Regions from separate parts of the Sus scrofa genome. Here regions 2, 3 and 4 are each linked to region 1. The links are chromatin contacts, called in public HiChIP or PLAC-seq maps. All regions are on one chromosome and are shown on one strand. The core of a region is the stretch at or near the end of the contact, and the rest is flanking DNA. Distances in the headings are between cores, read along the strand shown. Region 1 overlaps HRH1 (histamine H1 receptor). Region 2 overlaps ATG7 (autophagy related 7). Region 3 overlaps ATG7 (autophagy related 7). Region 4 overlaps HRH1 (histamine H1 receptor).

Evidence for each region. HiChIP or PLAC-seq counts read pairs in DNA pulled down with a chosen protein or histone mark.
Region 2: a contact with region 1 is called in an H3K27ac HiChIP or PLAC-seq map of alveolar macrophages. The contact joins two enhancer-like sites. A contact is called at or near these places in 7 of 47 Hi-C or Micro-C datasets (brain, embryonic fibroblasts, heart right ventricle and 4 more) and 1 of 2 datasets of contacts at active chromatin or transcription factors (alveolar macrophages).
Region 3: an H3K27ac HiChIP or PLAC-seq map of alveolar macrophages shows a contact between it and region 1, with 6 times the contacts expected there. The contact joins two enhancer-like sites. A contact is called at or near these places in 3 of 47 Hi-C or Micro-C datasets (embryonic fibroblasts, mesenteric adipose tissue and retroperitoneal adipose tissue) and 1 of 2 datasets of contacts at active chromatin or transcription factors (alveolar macrophages).
Region 4: a contact with region 1 is called in an H3K27ac HiChIP or PLAC-seq map of alveolar macrophages. The contact joins two enhancer-like sites. A contact is called at or near these places in 1 of 5 promoter capture datasets (liver), 21 of 47 Hi-C or Micro-C datasets (alveolar macrophages, brain, embryonic fibroblasts and 11 more) and 2 of 2 datasets of contacts at active chromatin or transcription factors (alveolar macrophages and skeletal muscle).

The regions. Positions count from the first base shown.
Region 1 is chr13:67,238,379-67,242,990 of Sscrofa11.1, reverse strand. The region is part of intron 1 of HRH1 (histamine H1 receptor); the gene reads right to left. Among named protein-coding and RNA genes, the nearest start is that of HRH1, 31 kb to the right of the region's middle. Within about 2 kb of position 2,415, at least 8 of the 83 cell types and tissues checked have an H3K27ac peak or open chromatin away from gene starts, as enhancers often do. A contact at or near this core is called in alveolar macrophages and retroperitoneal adipose tissue, where this site is marked.
Region 2 is chr13:67,470,348-67,474,959 of Sscrofa11.1, reverse strand. It overlaps ATG7 (autophagy related 7), which reads right to left. Exons shown (of 20, transcript NM_001190285.1): 10 at 3,614-3,735. Among named protein-coding and RNA genes, the nearest start is that of ATG7, 55 kb to the right of the region's middle. Within about 2 kb of position 2,064, at least 10 of the 83 cell types and tissues checked have an H3K27ac peak or open chromatin away from gene starts, as enhancers often do. A contact at or near this core is called in alveolar macrophages and retroperitoneal adipose tissue, where this site is marked.
Region 3 is chr13:67,451,833-67,456,444 of Sscrofa11.1, reverse strand. ATG7 (autophagy related 7) reads right to left here. Exons shown (of 20, transcript NM_001190285.1): 7 at 3,719-3,835; 8 at 2,012-2,161. Among named protein-coding and RNA genes, the nearest start is that of ATG7, 36 kb to the right of the region's middle. Within about 2 kb of position 2,119, at least 3 of the 83 cell types and tissues checked have an H3K27ac peak or open chromatin away from gene starts, as enhancers often do. A contact at or near this core is called in alveolar macrophages and retroperitoneal adipose tissue, where this site is marked.
Region 4 is chr13:67,391,702-67,396,313 of Sscrofa11.1, reverse strand. All of the region lies in intron 1 of HRH1 (histamine H1 receptor), which reads right to left. It also overlaps a transcript of ATG7 not described here. Among named protein-coding and RNA genes, the nearest start is that of ATG7, 24 kb to the left of the region's middle. Within about 2 kb of position 2,438, at least 8 of the 83 cell types and tissues checked have an H3K27ac peak or open chromatin away from gene starts, as enhancers often do. A contact at or near this core is called in alveolar macrophages and retroperitoneal adipose tissue, where this site is marked.

The DNA of each region.
Region 1 (4,612 bases), core at 1,166-3,665:
AGGCCTTCCTGGAGAGAATTTATAGCTGGACTGTGAATTCCAGGTTAAGCAACTGCAAACTCCTCTGGCACTATAGTTTGAACATGAACATGTGATTATCTCACATTATCTTCTCTAGAGTGTTTTAGACTTGACTTTCAGCATCGTGGTTGTAAACTTCCGACAGTCAACTCCCCCAGTGCACCTCAATGTCCCCATCTCTAAGGTGACTGGGGCCCTACATCCTTGACACAGGCCCTGCTTTGGGGACAGAGTCTCTGGCAAGGCCATTTCAGGCTTTCTATGGACAAGTCTGGACATTTTTCAACCCCTATGTTTTTCCTTCCTTCCTTCCTCCTTCTCTTCCTCTCTCCATCTCTCTTTCTGAGGTATCACTGATGTATAACATTACATTAGTTTCAGGTACACAAGAGTACAACATAGATTTAATATTTGTATATATTGTGAAATGATCACACAATAAGTCTAGTTTACATCCATCACCACAGAGTTCCTGCTTTTTTTTTTTTCTTGTGATGAGAACTTCTAACATTTACTCTCTTAGCAACTTTCGTGTATGCAACACAGTACTATGAAGGGTCACCATGCTGGGCGTTACCAGGACTTACTCTACAAACTGGAAGTTTGCACTTTTTGACACCCTTTACTCATTTCTCCCACCTCTCACTACCCCTGCTTCTGGCAACCATCAATCTGTTCTCTGCATTTATGAGCTTGGTTTTGTCTGTTTGTTTAGATTCCACATACAAGTGAGATCACACATTTGTCTTTCCCTGTCTGACTTACTTCACTTAGCATCAAGCCCTCAAGGTCCATCCACGTCATAGCAAATGGCAAGATTTCCTTCTTTTTATTGCTGAATAATATTTCATTGCGTGTGTGGTGTATATATCAATAAAGACAATATGAGATATATATATCACATATCAATATCATGTGTTCTTTATCCATTGGTCACTGATGTACACTTGGATGGTCTCCAAACTTTAGCTATTTTAAGTAATGCTGCCATGAGCATGGGAGTGCATATGTCTTTTCTAACTAGCATTTTTGTTTCCTTCAGATAAATACCCAAACGTGGAATTGCTGGATTGGTTGGTAGTTTTAATTTTTTATTTTGGGGGGACCTCCATACTGTTTTCCATAGTGGCTGCACCAAGTCATATTCCCACAAACTGTGCACAAGATGTTCCCTCTTCTCCACATCCTCACCAACCCTTGCAGGTCTTGTCTCTTGGGTGATAGATATTGGAACAGGTGTGGGGTGATAGCTCATTGTGGTTTAGATTTGTGTTTCCCTGCTGGCTAGTGATGTTGAGCACCTTTTCATGTACCTGCTGGCCATCTGTATGTCTTCTTTGGAAAAATGTCTGGTCAGATCCTCTGCCCATTTTTTAATTGAATTCTTGGTTAACATCTTTTGTTTTGGCAACGGTGGTCCTGTCCAGGAGGCCAAAGTTGCTCAGCCAGAGGCCTCCATCCCAGGATGCTCATCCTTAGGCAAAGTGCCTGTTTGCTGCTGGCAGAACCAAGCCTTATCTCCAGCACCCTTTGGTTCAACTGACCATTTGTTCGTGAACAATTTGGGGGGTTATATTCTAAGTGCCAATGACAGTGCCAGTGTTAATTTTCTGTCTCCCTTGCTGCATCCCTGTGTTTAGCATGGTGCTGGCACTCAGGAAATACCTAACTAGGGTATGAACAAATGACAGGAAAGGAGAAAGGGGTTCAGGGCTGTGGATGAGGGGAGCAGACATGTGGCTGCAAGCTGTTGCCTGTCTTAGAGATGCCAGCCCCATCCCTTCCTGAGGTTTCCTTGGTCCCTGTGTCTTAATACATCTCCCAGGTTGGGTTAAGCCTTGGGAAAGAAGCTGAATTAAGCATGAAACTTCCTTCACTGCCTGAGTACCTGGCAGAGCTGTGCCAATTAGCTGATTGCCAGAGTGAAAGGTGTTTATCCTTGCTGGACTCCTCCGGTATTCTGAAAAGCTGAGGCTTGGTGAGGTTTCATGGATAGAGGGAGACAGAGGAATAGGAAGTGAAAGGGTAGAGTCAGAGCCAAGTAGTATGTACCTAGATCTCATTCCATGCGGGCCATTCTAGGAGGCCCTAGACATTCAGTGCTTAAAATAATCAGGCCCTGCTTTAAAGGAGCTTAGAGTCTAGAGCAGGGACTAGCTTTGGCCCACAGATTGTCCTTGTAAATAAATTTTTATTGGAACACAGCCATGCTCATTCATTTGAGTATTTTTTTATGCCTGCTTTCACCCAACGGCAGCATTAAGTATTTACAGCAGGGACTATATGTGGCCCACAAATTTTAGGCCCACAATCTGCCCTCTATAGAAGTTTGCCAGCCTCTGGCATGGAGCCCCAGCAGATGTGCAGTCAGAAAGAGAAGCAGAGAAGAGAGGAGGAAGTGAGAGTACACGCAACCAGAAAACTGGGAGAGAACAGGAGACACCCGCCCATGCAGTGTGACGCGGGAGGGTGGAAGTTCCTTAAATATCTCCACTTGGCATCTTTTGCCAGGATGAAACTCCACCACCTGGAGCTGTTCCTTTGGGAAGAGCATTGCTTTCAAATACCCCCCTGGGGAGGGTCTTTGATCCTCACCCCATACCGCAATTGTGGATTAGTTGATGAGATCTTGCAGGAGGAGACAAGGCTGCCAGAGATTTCCAGAGGCCTGGAAGAAGGGAGAGGGAAAGCCAGATGCACTGGACGCAAAAGCAAATGTGCTGTCATCAGAGATAAGCTGGTGCTGGCAAGTGTCACTGAGCCACTGTGGGGCTTTGGAAAGGCGGGATCACATTTGTGACTTAGGGGTCATTTGCCTCCTAAGAGCCGAGCTGCACTTCCTTCTCCCACCTCTGCCCTTGGAGAGCGCCTGCCTGGTGAGCATGCAGGCCTATGGATACCCAGGTCTGTGCACACATGTGTATGCCCTGGGCACTGGTGTGCATCAGGGATGGATCCATATTTTATTTAGGGTTTAAGTTTATACAATTTGGGGGAGCCCCTTTAAGACAAAGATTTCAAAATCATTAAGACGAATTTAGGTACACATGTATTTCAGTTTTTAAAGAGCACATTTTTTAAAAACTGAAGAATACCAGAAATATCACAAGAGCTAGACAATTCACACATATTTCATTAACTCCCTGATACCATTGGAAATGCATTTTTTTTTTTTCAGATTGCATCTGTGGCACATGGAAGTTCCCAAGGCTAGGGGTCAAATCGGAGCTGCAGCTGAGGCCTATGCCACAGCCACAGCCATACCAGATCCAAGCCACATATACAACCTAGGCCACGGCTTGTGGCAACACTGTATCCTTAACACACTGAGCAAGGCCAGGGATTGAACCTGCATCCTCACAGACACTATGTTAGATTCTTAACCCACTGAGCCACAATGGGAACTCCCAGAAATGCATTTTCTACTCTTCTTTTTTTTGGGGGGGGTGCTGTATACTCCTTGACAGCCTCTTCATATATGCAGGATTTTTAGAATAGTTGCTATACAGAGAAAAGAAAGATAAACCAGTCTTTTTGTCTGGCAAGGTAATTGCAGTTTGCTTTTATTGAGTTAGGGGAGTTCTCATTGTGGCTCAGCAGGTTAAGCACCCAACATAGTATCTGTGAGGATTCGAGTTTGATCCCTGGCCTCACTCAGTGGGTTAAGGTTCTGGCACTGCTGCAAGTCTGTGGCATAGGTCGAAGATGTGGCTTGGATCTGGCATGGCTGGACTGTGGTGTGGCCAGCAGCTGTAGTTCCAATTCAACCTCTAGCCCAGGAACTTCCATGTGCTGCAGGCACAGCTGTAAAAAAAACAAAACAAAACAACAAAAAAAGTTAGGCTGAATAAAACATGACTTTATGGAGATATTTTGCTCCTCCTATGGACACAGGAGTTCTGATCAACTCTATTTTGTGTTCTTCTTCTCACAAAGGAAGAAAAATATACAGTGTACTTGGAGTGATATATGTTGCACATCTGGGCATGCGCTGCATTATCAAACATATGCCCAAGTGGAGAAAAAACTGTTTGTGACGAGGTGTCAATGAGGACTGAATCCAACTCTAATACTACATATCTGATGAATAGAAGAATCTTGCATTTCCACTTCTAAGACTAACTTCTGGGTCTGCACCTTTCCTGTCTTTCTTGCTATTACCCACACATTTCTGGTGTGTGAGGAACCAGAGCACACACTGAGAAAGCTCAGCCCAACTGCTGGCCCGACTCCTCCATGTCCTGATGCAGTGGACGTTGGCACCCAGCAGCGCGCGATTCCTGGAGGCCATAATAAACCATCTGTATGAGAGACGATGGACCACACACATAGACCACTTGGTCCCAAACTACCTGTATCCTCAAATGCTGCTGTCATGAATGAAAGCATGGCGGAGCGGCAGGCAGGGTGGTCTTAACCAATTGTGCTAGAATGATCTACTTTTCCCCAAGGAATGGATAAAGAAAATGGATAAATACAACAGGTCATAAAAAGTGAAGGACTGATACATGTTTAACATGGATGAACCTTGAAAACATCAGTGAAAGGAGCCCAACAAAAAAGGCCACATATTATATGATTCCATTGATAC
Region 2 (4,612 bases), core at 815-3,314, 230 kb before region 1:
CACCACTCTTACACTCACCACAACATGAGACCTCATTCACTCTCCCTTCCTCACTGAATCCTCAAAATTCAAATAAAGCTTCAGCTTCTTAGCAGGGAATTTACTCAGCCGACAACCTTTCCAGCATCATCTCCAATACCTACTTTAAGTAACAGTCTCTGAAGAAAACAGAAGCTCCTTGACTTAAGGTTAAGAGGAGCAGGACTATTGGGAGGAATTTTATGTTTGTCCTTAACTGTACACTGTTTTTCTGAGGACAGACTCATACTTGTACATGTCTATCAACACTTCTATTTTCCTTTTCTTGGGAACATATTAGCTTTCAACCTTTGTTTCTTAAAATAATACTGCTTGATATAATTATGGGACCTAGAGGTGTTGATTTTCTTTACACAACCTTTTATTTCTGGGATAGGATGACCAATGAGAAACCAGAGAGCCAATTACCTTCAAAAGCTACTTAGCTGGGGACATCCTTCACCCCAAGAAGCTGGAAACAAAGGTCACTTCCTTTTTTAACCTAGGTGCTCTGGTGTAGTGCTTTTTTGGTGTCATGAAAAATTAAAACTGAAATAATAGATTTGAGTTCTTAAAGAGGATAAGAACTCCAAAATTATTTTTCTGGAGAAAACAAAAAAGAATTCAGAACTGTTACTACTTATAATTTGTATGACTTCCTTACTTTTTTTTTTTTTTTTTTTTTTTTTTGGCTCACAGCATGTGGAAGTTCCCAGGCCAGGAACTTGCACAACAACATCAGTGACCAGAGCCATAGCAGTGACAACCTCAGATCCTTAATCCACTGGACCACAAGGGAACTCCATGATTTCTTCACTATTCTTACATTAAATTTAAAAATGGGTTCTCTAGGAGTTCACACTGTGATACAGTAGGTTAAGAACCTGACTGCAATGGCTTGTGTCACTGCGAAAGTGCAGGTTCGATCCCCGGCCTGGCGCAGTAGATTGAATGATCTGGTGTTGCCACAGCTGTGGCATAGTTCACAGCTGAGGCTCAGATTCAGTCCCTGGCCTGGGAACTTCCATATGCCATGGGTATAGCCATTTAAAAAAAAAAAAAAAAAAAAAAGGTTCACTAACACGTAGCACAGAACTTTGACAAGAACTTCAGAACCACAGTCTTGGAGACTATAATTAATAACTCTAGCCTAAGCTTTCTCCCGTTACAGATAAGAAATCATAAGACAAAAATAAAATGTCATTTCAAATTAAAACATCTCTGTACTCAAGATGCCATTGATATTTTAAGAAAATTAGGTGTACTTTAAACTTATTCATAACTTTTTAAAAATACTACATGTGACCATAATATTTAATCTATCACATCTGCTTCCATAAAATCTACATCCAATAGGACATACCCCAAATTAATGAGAAAAAATTTAGGGGAAAATTAGGTCCTGTTTTCCCATAGTTGGACAAACAGGAGAAGCACATTAAGGACAGGAATTAAAAGGAGGAGAGCTCCCTCTCTCCACAGCGTTTGCAGCCTCCTTCAGCCAGCTGCCTGAATCCTGGGATGAGCAAAGGAGAGGAGCTTGGCTACACCAAGGAAGATACAGGATATTCAAATTTCTTATAATATTGTAATTGCCACTATGGGATGTTTAGAAATACTGAAAGATACTACCATACTAATACCTTCAGTTTACATTTCAATATATAATAACTATAAAGTTTTATTTATTATAACATTTAATTTATGGCTCAGAAGGAAAACATTAATTTACATGTAAAAAACAGGAACATTCGCCTTGCTTAAATAATCCACACTCAGTATCAAGTGTAAAGCTGTACTGCCGGCACTGCTGCACTAAAACTCCTTTTTCACATGGAAATGCAGGGTGTCCTGGGCTTGCCAGGTTTGCCCAGCACCAGTGGTATGTATCATTGGGAGCTGGGAGTAATTCAGTGACTTTATCTTAAAAATGTAAAGAAAAGTGCCTTCCCCAAACAGTGGTTGGCAGGAGTAAGTGAGCAACGTGTGAGGTGGCTGGTGGCCTGCCCAGTGCAGGCCAGGCACCCATGACTGGTCAGTTCATGCTCACCTCACTCCCCTGGAGCTGCCCTCTAGTTTATCTTAATAAAACAAAGGTGTGGCACCTAAGTTAACTTCACTAACTTGGAAGCTATTTTAGAATGTGCCAGAAGAGGGTGCTAAACCAAATGCAAATTCCTAAACAAGGCAGAGAGGCCAAACATCTAAGGCTCTAAACTACCAAGTAAACAGCTTCCTCTTGCCTGACCAAGCAGGGTGTTCTCTAGATCTTTCTAAGAAGTCTGTTGAAGACATTCTTCAGTGCTGACAGAGAATCACTGATAAAGTGTCCTCAGAGCCAATCCTGAATCCTTTGGACTCTGGTCTCTGAAAATGACATCTCGAAAGAGATTTTAGGAGTTCCTGTTGTGGCTCAGTGGTAACAAACTTGACTAGTATCCATTAGGACGCGAGTTCGATCCCTGACCTCATTCAGTGGGTTGAGGATCCGGCGTTGCCATGATCTGTGGTGTAGGTGGCAGATGTATCTTGGCACTGGGGTTGTTGTGGCTCTGGCATAGGCTGGCAGTTAGAGCTCTGATTCGATCCCTAGCCTGAGAACTTCCATATGCCACAGGTGCAGCCCTAAGAAGCAAAAAAAAAAAAAGAGAGAGAGATTTTAAACTCCCCACTCCCATCCCCCTAAAACAAATAAATACATACTTTAAGGCACATGACCCATGCATTAAAGAAAGCAATGTGCCTTGGGACAATAAAGATGTTGTAAGGAGCAAATTAAACAACGATAGTATATAAAAGTAATTTGGAAAACATGTATGTCATAGAAATCTGAGGGATCATTTGGAAAGAGTTCTGAGCTTTGGGTACAATAGGAAATTAACGTAAGTTAGCATTTAATAAGCAAGTATAAGATGACACCACTACACCTGTCTTTTACACAGGACTCAGATTCCTCATCTGGGGCACTCCATGAGGTGGGTATTATTATCTTTATTTTACTCAAATTTGAATATGTTATTACGTCTTTGTGACATGTCCATAAATATACATAAATGCAGGTGTATGTATCTATACACTCACACACCTATACATATAAAGTATCTGGGAGCCCACATTTCTTAAATTATGAAAGGGGAATGAGAGCTGACGTCTACCTACAGCACAAGATCAAATGGAGAATATTAAACATGGAAGGAGAAAGGGCACTTTTGCTGACTGGTTTCCTACACAGAGAATAGGATCACATACAATTTTGTGTAACAAATAAATATGTAGGTGCATTAATACTTTATTCTTCCTATAAGAAGGGTAAGGAATAAAGATTTGCATGTTAAGCAAAAACAAAAAAATCAGGGAAAGAAAAATTCTCTGAAAAAACTGCCTGGAGGAAATTTCCTGAGGACAATCTTTGCCTTTGTTCCTTTATGAATAGCTGAGCTGCCCTCTGTTCACAGAAGTGTTCCCATTGGCAAAAAGGTAGGAGTTGTACTTTTCTCTACTTCTGTTGCCATTGTGAAGGGATGAAAGAAAAGTTAAACCTGATTTGGCTTTTGATAAATGATAATTATATGTATTCTCAAGACCGGCAAATTACCTGGGCTAAATGCCACTTCTGGAAGCTTCACTTCGAAGATGATGCTGTGGGCGATGTCTCTCACCCCCTGCAGCGTTCGATCCCGGAAGCACAGGACTTCAACAGACTGGAAACTGCTACTCCTGATGTCAGGCCCAGATTTTTATTTTTTATTTTTTTCAAGGAAGGAAAAGAAAGAGCTCGCATGAGAGCTTCGGCAAACCCAGTTGGAGAGGATTCAATTCATTGTTATTATGCCCCCCTGACACCCCTGGGGGACAGTCTTAACCTCTGGGAGGTTTTGAACACAGGCTTCCTTTGTCCAAGTGCTTGGAGGCTGAGTGTGGAACGGGCTAGGAGTTTTTTTTAGGTGAGTTTTATCTAACAATTTCACAGTGCACACAAATAATTCTGACAGATAGATCTTAAATGCAGGGGTCGGGGAAACTCTTAAAACATTAAGAAGCTCTAAGACAAGCATGGGTTCTTCCTATCTGAACCTGCAATCTATGGAACAGCAGCTCCAGCAGTAGTGAGGAAGCACTACAGACCCTACCAGGATGAGTGAGTGTAACACTCTCCCTCTGGGGGACAAGCTATTGTATTATTTAGCTATCTTCAGTGAACACTGTTATTTAAGTAAAGCAGACACAAAGGTGACATAAATCCTAAAGGAGCCTGTCCCATGTCTTCTCCCAGTCATTAACCAGCCTCTTCAAAAGTAACTACTACTCTTATTTGGGTTTTACCTGTTTTGACCTTTACATCATAGAAACAGGTAGCACGTATTCTCTTAGGTCGGTCCAGCCTCTTTCACTCATCATTACTTTTTTAAAATTCATCCATGTTGATATGTGTATCAGTAGCTGATTCAGATTCACTATAATGCTGCATTCCACTGTGATGAATACACCCCAATTTATTATCCTTCCATTGTTGAAGGACATCGGGTTATTCCCAATGTTGGGTTATTAAGAAGGATGCTACTATAAACATTCCTGCATATGTGTTTTGCTTGCA
Region 3 (4,612 bases), core at 870-3,369, 210 kb before region 1:
CATTTTATCCGCATCACACAGCCTCAGAGGAGGCAGCATTACCACCATGGAGCAGGTAGACCTGGATGAAGAAAGGCTGTGCAAATTCCCCAAGGTCACAGAGCTGCAAGGTGGCGATGGTGGGTGTCAAAGCCAGACCTGTTTGATTCCAAGTGTCAAGCAAGAACCGCCATCCCCAAGTGACATGAGAACCAAATGGAGGAAAGCACACAGGCTTTGGAATCGGACAATTTGGTTGTGTGACCTGGAGTCTCATTTTTGTCAAATAGAAAATGCAGATACTGTGTGACCCCTGCTTCATAAAGTTATTATGCCATCAGGTACGTGAAAGCTCCTTTTAAACTGTCGAGTGCTCTGCAAATGCTTATTTTGGTGCTGCTGCCCCCTGGGGAGGCCCAAGTATTCACCACAGACAACCTGAAGTCCAGCTGCTCTGACACCCAGACTGCTTCACCCCACCTGCTGTCACAATAGCACCTCACCCTCGACTGGGCTTCAAATCATCAATGGCTGATCTCACTGCTGCTAATTTAGCTACAGTCCTGCAAACCTGCCTGGGGCAGGGTCGGGGGTGGTGTGGGGAGGATTTTAATAAAAATTTAATCCTCCGTCATCAATTTTAAAAGGGCTCATTTTGAAAAAGAAAATGCTAATGTAGTTGAGAAAAAAATTCTACTTAAAAAAAGGTACCTGGACTTCAAGCTAAGGAAGAGCCAGGGCATCAGTGACAGACCGGTCTCCTCTCAGCTCTACTCTACATGGCTAGTGAAATTCTCCCACTGGATTTCATTACTGCATAATACTCATTATCAGTGTTTTATTTTTATCTCATATGATATGGAAGTTCTTGGGCTAGGGATTGAATCTGAGCTGCAGCTGCCAGCCTATGCCAGAGCCACAGCATTACCAGATCTGAGCTGCACCTGTGACCTACACTGCAGCTTACGGCAACAACAGATCCTTAACCCACTGAGTGAAGCAGGGATCAAACCCGCATCCTCAGGGATACTAGTCTTGGGTTCTTAACCTGCTGAGCCACAATGGGATTTTTAAGTTGCAATGTCTAATATGGTTAAGATTGCTTACTATCTAGCTCACCACATCTAAAAGACACTTACAGTACTCCTTCATTCATCCAAAATAATTTTATTGAGGGCTTGAGACAAGGGCCTGACACTACATTGACACAGATACATCAGGGTTGGTCCCTGCCCTCTGGGAGCTTACAGTCTAATGGCACAAAAGGCAACGGGGATGGGGAGTGAGTGCAGTGAGTTCAGAGGGAACATGTCCCACCTGCTACAGCATGAGAAGGCTTCACTGTGGAACAGGGTGTCAACAAGGGGAGAGAGTGTCTTAGGGTTCCCACAGGCAGTACCTGTTTCAAGAAGGCAATACAACGTGAGGACAAAGAGAGATATAGAAGAAGTTCGAGGCCTATTTGATTAAGAGGGTTGTCCAGGGACAAAAAGAGATACTTAGCTGGAGCCATGGCTTATGAGGAAATGGTGGAGGATGAGGCAGGAAGGGGGTTTGGAGGCAGAGGCAAGACACTAGGAACTCTTGATCGGTGAATGACACAGGGAACCTAAGGAGCCTGGGGGAGCTCCTTGGTTCTTGGAGGAGTACAAGACGGAGGGAAGAGACTCTCACTGACCAGGAGTGAGATGACCAGGGTCTGCACTACAGAGCAGCTGCAGGAGTAAATTAAAACACAGATACAAAATGTATCAGGAAGGAAAAACTAAAGTAACTTCACCACTAACAGGAAGTCAGGAATCCAACATTACTCTGAGGTGCCACAGAGCTCAGGAAATCTGGGGGAGGAGCTGATTTGGGAACTGCTGCAGGCAGAGGAAGAGGATGAAGATGAGGAAATGTGCTGAAACCTTCTTTGGCAGGGATGGGGGTCAAAAATCTAAATGAGATGGAATGTTGCAGTGATCTATCATAACATGAACATCAGATTGTTTTCACTGGATAACAAAATGATACTCAGAGTTTCTCTGACCTTTGTCCTTTGACTTTGGAAGAAATCACTGTAGTGTTTAAGTAAGGAAACCAGCACCGTGTTCTCATCATACTTGATTAGGAAGTAAGGAAGTGCCGGGACTCCTTCTGTTTGACAAAGATTATCATACGCACGCTCAAGGTCTTGAATCTGAAAACAGGAAACACTGAGTTATTCTCCAGACAATTACGTATCTAGTTCTGAGCTAGAAGTTAACATAAAATAAAAGGTACTTCCAAGCCAGAGGACTGGAAGTGATCGATCACACCCCTGTTAGGCTTTTGTAGCAAATAAACCAAATAACAGCACCTCATTTACATGTAACACTTTCCACCTGCATGGTGGTGTGTCTCAGAGGCAGGGGACATTTTATGGTAGAGCATGATGGTTTGCTAAGATGTCACCACAAAAGTTTAGAGTGGTATTGAAACATTTCTCTCCTATGATAACCAAGCATGAATCTACCATGGATGAATTTTACCCTGAACCTTTCTATAATCTTTAGCAGCTTTACTGGGACATGCTTACTTTACTTACCATACAATTGACTCAATTACAGTGCACAATTCAATGCTGGTTTTAGCATGTTCACAGGAATTTGCAGCCATCACCACAATAGTTTAAGAAGATTTTTGGAGTTCCCGTCGTGCTGCAGTGGTTAACGAATCCGACTAGGAACCATGAGGTTGCGGGTTTGGTCCCTGCCCTTGCTCAGTGGGTTAACGATCCGGCGCTGCCGTGAGCTGTGGTGTAGGTTGCAGACGCGGATCGGGTCCCGAGTTGCTGTGGCTCTGGTGTAGGCCAGTGGCTACAGCTCCGATTCGACCCCTAGCCTGGGAACCTCCATATGCCGTGGGAGCGGCCCAAAGAAATAGCAAAAAGACAAAAAAAAAAAAAAAAAAAAAAAAGAGAACATTTTTGTTCCCGTTAAAAGAAACCTCAAACCCCCTGGGCAGTCAATCCGAGGCCTAATCTTCTTCTCCCACTTCTATTTCTTCTTGGAGAATTAATTCCACAAAATCACAACCTTTAACTTGTCTTAGTAAATGAGTTTATTATTATTTTTTAATCAATAAGGGCTGCTCCCTGGTTTCAGTATTCAGGGCTTTAGTGTTTGGTGTGCTTCCTGAATTCAAGTCATCTTGCCACTCAATCTTTGCCTCCCCAATGATCAGAATTTTTTGGTTGGGGGCCTGTTGAGGGCTCTACCAACTTGATTATTTTCCCTGCTCTTCGAGGAACCATCTCTAATAACCTAATTATTTTTCTTAAACTGAAAAGACTAGCTCTGCATGCAGCATTCTTCACAAAGAATTTCTATAACTTGGCACAAAGGGAGGAGGAGGTCTTCTATTTGATTTCAGAGATTTCTCCCCAAAGTGTGCTGCCTCAGGATCCCCTCAATGAGTGAAGGACACGCTTGGGCAAATTTGTGCAGTCTTTCAAAATGTTTCTGTAATTCCTCCGTACCAGCTTAGCATTTTAACAGATGTCACTGAGAAGTGGGAGAAGTGTTGCATACTACTCTTCAAAACGAGCTCATAAATATGGCCTAAGTCAATCTGCTCCTAGCATTGTCTTTGGAGGATTCCACAGTGACCACCTCTCCACCCAGACAAGTGCCAATTTATCTTCAGAATGAGCTAGACAAACTACTCACGCACATTAAACCCAGTTTTACCTGCATTTTGTTTTATTGGTTAATACCTGTTTTGGTGAAAATCTTTGATCCAAGCCCACTGGCCCCTGAACAAGGGGAATACTCTCTGGAAGGCAGAGAGCAGGGGAGCAAAACCAATAGTAGAAATGATACTTCTTTAGATCCTAGAAGAAATGATATAACATATCAGATTATGTCCCATTCCCTGGAAACCCCTTGTCTACTTCCTGTCTCAATGATTAAACTGAAATGCATCCATCAATGTAACTTCCCAAAAGCTACATAAGACAGAAAAACTAATGCACCAAAGACTCAATCAGCTTGTCAGAAATTCTTATCTCCAACAGAACTCCTGATAGAATACAGAACTGCCATCTTTATCCAAAACATTTCCATACCCCACATACTAATACATCATAATAAACATAGTATACTTTATTGTTTACTTGCTAACAGAAAGTATTCAATAAGTAATTGACATTCTCACCATTTTTTAATACACAAAATTGCCCTGAGAGGTTAGCTATTATCATCCCATAGTATAGAGAGAAAACAAGCTTAGAGAGGGGTGAAAAGTCTTGAACTAAAGAAAGATACTAAGTGGCAGAGAGGAAAAGGAGAATTCTCCCTAAGGCTTTTATCCACTGCACCATGCTTATATGATGTGCCATCTGTGGGGGCACGACCTCCAAACACAGTTGATTATTCTTCATAGAATGAACTAAGCATGTTATTAAAGTGATTAAAATATGCTATTCATAACCTACACATGCCTGAGATAATGCTGTTTCCAGATATGCCATATTGGTGAAATTCAAGTCAACAATCAAGCACCTGCTGTGTACAAGGCAAAACGTGAGACAATCTGACAATAAGATGATGAATCAAACCAAGTCTGGCCCTCAGGCAGCTCACTCTGCACAGACAGAGATAAAGGAAGG
Region 4 (4,612 bases), core at 1,189-3,688, 150 kb before region 1:
GGAAAAGTCTGGCAGTTCCTGAATAGTTAAAATAGTTACCAGATTTCACTGAAATTCCATATCCAGATATGTGCCCAAGAGAACTGAAGCTCTGTGTCCATATATGTGTGTATGAATCTTTCCAGCACTATTCAAAATAGCCAAAAAGTGAAAGAAACGCAAATGTTTATCAGCTGAGTAGATAATAAAAATATGGTATATCTATGTATTATTTGTCAGCAATAAAGTACTGATCCATGCTATGACATGGACGAACTGCAAAAACATTATGCAAAGTGCAAGAGGCCAGACACAAAAGGCCACATATTATATGATTACATTTATATGAAATGTCCAAGATAGACAAATCTATTTAGATAGAAAAGAGATTAGTGGTTGCTTGGGATTGGGGGTTGGGATGGGAAGGAGTCTTTGCAAATGTTGGCAATGTTCTAAAATTGGATTCTGGTGATGATTATATAACTCTGTACATTTACTAACAATAATCGAATTGTATGATTCACTTAGAGTGAATTTCATGGCATGTAAATTATATCTTAATAAAGTTGTTTAAAAAGAAATTGAATGGCGTTCTCGCTGTGGCACAGTGGGTTAAGAATCAGACTGCAGCAGCCTGTGTAGCTTTGGAGATGCAGGTTGGATCCCTGGCATTAAAAGGGTCTGGCATTGCTGCAGCTGCAGCATAGATTACAGCTGTAGCTCGGATTCGATTCCTGACCAGGGAATTTCCATACTCCTCAAGGACAGCCAAAAAAAAAAAAAAAAAAAAAAAAAAAAAAGAAACAAAAAAAATTCAAAGGTCCAAGAAAGAGAGAGGCTGCCTGAGTGTTTCCAGTTCTGTCTGTTTTAAAAATCTATTTTAGTACACTAGTTTTGCTCCTGAAAATACCACAGGAGTTTTTTTAATAAGGGAAATAAAGACATGTTAGGCAAATATGGATGAAACTAAGAGTGGGTCCTAAAGAGCTACTATAGTTAGGCCACAGTTTTGCTCTGAGTTTCCTAGGAGCCAGAGCAAGGAGAAATATGTGAGCAATTACAAGACTCTAGTGTCATTTATTATTATTATTATTATTATTATTATTATTATTATTTTGTCTTTTTTTTTTTTCTTTTCTAGGGCCGCTTCCCGAGCACATGGAGGTTCACAGTCTAGGGGTCGAATCGGAGCTGTAGCCGCGGGCCTATGCCAGAGCCACAGCAATGCAGGATCCAAGCCACGTCTGTGACCTACACCATAGCTCATGGCAGCGCCGGATCCTTAACCCACCGAGCAAGGCCAGGGATCAAACCCGCAACCTCATAGTTCCCAGTTGGATTCGTTTCCACTGCGCCATGACAGGAACTCCTTTAGTGCCATTTAAATGAAAGCAAACTACTGGCTGGTACTAGGTTTTGGATAAAATGCATCACATAGTTTCTTTTAAAGGTTAGCACAGCAATATGTTAACACATAATTTCTTAGTTAATCAGCAGAACTGGAAGTATGGAAACCTTCCCCCCGCCCCGTACCTCTCTGGTTTTCTTTCATCTTATAATTTGACTTTAAGAGTTTGGGAGGCTGGACTTGTTCGTTTGCCTGCCCCTTTCCTTCCCCACCCCAGGTGGGACAGGCTGAGGTTTCTAAAAACAGGCAACACAGGAAAGGGAAGCTAAAGAATAATCATCCTTAATGGCAAAGAAAAGAAGCATAAAAAGCCCAGCTCCATTACCTCTTACCCTCAAGCAAGAAAAGCCATGAAGAAAAAAGAAAAGTAATGTTTCTACCTACCTGCACTGGACTGGGAGGTTTTCCTCATTAATCCTTACAGTGCTGATGACCTCACAGTGAAGGAATCGTTCTTGCCCTGATTTAAAGATGTGGAAAGAGACTTCTGGAGTTTAGTGGTTGCCTTGCACTAAGCTCCAAGGGTTGGCAAGTGACGTCATTTAAAGGCCCAAGTGACACCCACCTTCTAAGACGTTTGAATGAGCTGCATGCCACCCCCGCCCCACCTCATCCTCTTTTTCATTATGGTGAGAGAGGGAAGTGAATAAACACTTTAAATAAAGATTTCATGTAATTGGAAATATGAACATCCGTGCTAACTTTAGTCAAGGATGTGGCAAACGCAGCACCAGTCCCAGCACACATACACATATCATTTCAGGACATGATGAATAATGCTTTCTTGCTGTTCCAAATCCCTGGAGATTAAGCTGAGAGAAAGGCACTCTCAAAGACCAAAGTTATCCAGGCTGTCCTCTTCTTAAGAAAAAAAGAAATTACGATATTGAAGTAAATAAAAGAACTGGCAGGAGAGAAAGGAGAGGCATACACAGTGTTTATAAGACAGAGCTCTTAGGTGAACAGGACTTTCTTTAATGTCTCTGTCTCCTTCAGTCAAGTGACTGGGAGCCTGACTGCAGTGGCCACCCCAGCCCCACATGTGGGGCTCTTTAGCGCCACCTGCTGGTTAAGCCTCCCCTTGGTTCTCTAACAGAGCAGGACCCTGTGAGGACCCCTAACTCATGTCCTCCTCCTGCCTTTTTGTCTGTAGAACAAGTTTAGTCAAAGAATCAATTTAATCAGAGAAGTGAGAAAATAGAAAAAGGAAAACAGTCAAGCAAGACAGAATAATAGTAGTTTAGCCATTCAACAAAGTCCAGGACCTTTAGTAAGTTCTTTAAGGACTATAGGTAATATGCTGCGCCATGTCCTCGGAGCTGTTTTGGAGGTGCTGAAGCCTCCACCAGGTGGAGAAGTCAACTGTGTGCTTCCCATAAGCACGCAGACCCCAGACCGGCTGGAATGAGAAAGTTGATGATGCTGATTCCCAACCACCTCAGCACCCACCAATCAGGAAAACATCCATGAGCTGATCACCCCCTGCTCCTCAAACACTATAAGACTCCTCACTACCCCCTCCAAGGTGGGGGGGGGGCGGGGCGCGCACAGTCTTTGAGGCACTGGCCTGCTGAGCTCCCCTCTCTGCCTGGGAATTAGAGCTACTTTTTCTATTTCCTTCAACTATTTCTTTTTTTTTCTTTCTTTCTTTCTTTTTTTTTTTTTTTTTTTTTGGCTTTTTGCTATTTCTTGGGCAGCTCCCGCGGCATATGGAGGTTCCCAGGCTAGGGGTCGAATGGGAGCTGTAGCCGCCAGTCTACACCAGAGCCACAGCAACGCGGGATCCGAGCCGCGTCTGCAAACTACACCACAGCTCACGGCAATGCCGGATCGTTAACCCACTGAGCAAGGGCAGGGATCGAACACGCAACCTCATGGTTCCTAGTCGGATTCGTTAACCACTCGCCACAATGGGAACTCCCCTTCAACTATTTCTTCATCTTTCTATTTGGCATTGGTGTACAGAGGCAGCTGCTATTTCAGCAATAATTCTGGACCCAGATTGGTCAGGGATATGTGTGCAGTGGGACACAGGTGTGTGAATCAGTCTGGCTGCTGGTTCCATTCTGATATTCATTCATTCATTCATTCATTCATTCATCGTCTATCTACCCACCCATTCTCCCTTCCTTCCATCAATCCATCCACCCAACCATAAAGTCTTTATTGAGGTATCAGGTACAGATGTTATAACAGGAAAAGGATAAACAATCCCTGTCCAAATGGAGCTTACAGCCTATATTGGTGGCTCACAACCTTGGCTGCCTGGAGAGCTTCTAAAACATACTAAGACATCTGCTTCAAGGAAGATGGGGTACAGGTACTTTTCCCTATTCTTCTGCTAAGTACACTTAAAAACCCTGGACATCATGTTTAAAACAAACCAAAGATGGCTCTGAGAAGTGGAGAGGCAAAGCAAGACCAGCTATTCTTTGGAATTCTTTGGCATCCCAGGACTCAAAAGAATAACACAATGGTAAGTTCCTCAGATTTTCATTTGGTCATATAGGAGACTCTGTAATGATGAAGCTGACAATTCAAAACACCAGAGGGCACAGACAAAAACCAACCAACCAAACAAACAAAAAACCCACAATAAAAGACTGTTGTGTCTAGCCAAAACACAGGAAAGGCACAGCCCAGCAAAATAGAAAACTTCTAGACAATAACTGCTCTATTGTAGCCAAACAGTGCAGAAAAAACTGGAACCCTGTTCCCATCCTAGCCAGCAAAGGCTGAGAAGGGAGCCAAGGCATCTAGCCTTGCCAGGCTATGACAAGGTGACCCAAGCCCCGCTGCTGGGGTGGTGCCTAGCAGGGACTTTCATCTCCATCAGGTGGAGACAAGCCCTGCCCCCACTCCCACAGTGTCAGTGGAGGCACATCCACCCCTCCCAGCCAGGGAGTTATCCCTGGGGCCTTGGTGGGGAGCCAGAACTGCTCCTGCTCATCAGTAAGGAAGACCCCTCCCCCTTCCTTCAAGTGTCTCAGAAGCCAAGCAAGGAACCTGGAATTTTACTCTTGCCTGGAAGTAACGAGCCAGTCTGCCTGCCCCCAATGCCCCTACTTCCTCCATCAGAGCAGTGACTCATGAAGCCAGATAAAAAGAGAAATTAAATGTGATCCAGAGAGTCATAACCTAATACCTAAAATGTCCACCCTTCAATCAAAAATCACTGGTCATGTCAAAACCCGGGGAACTTTCAAATGGAGTCTTTAGAGAGCA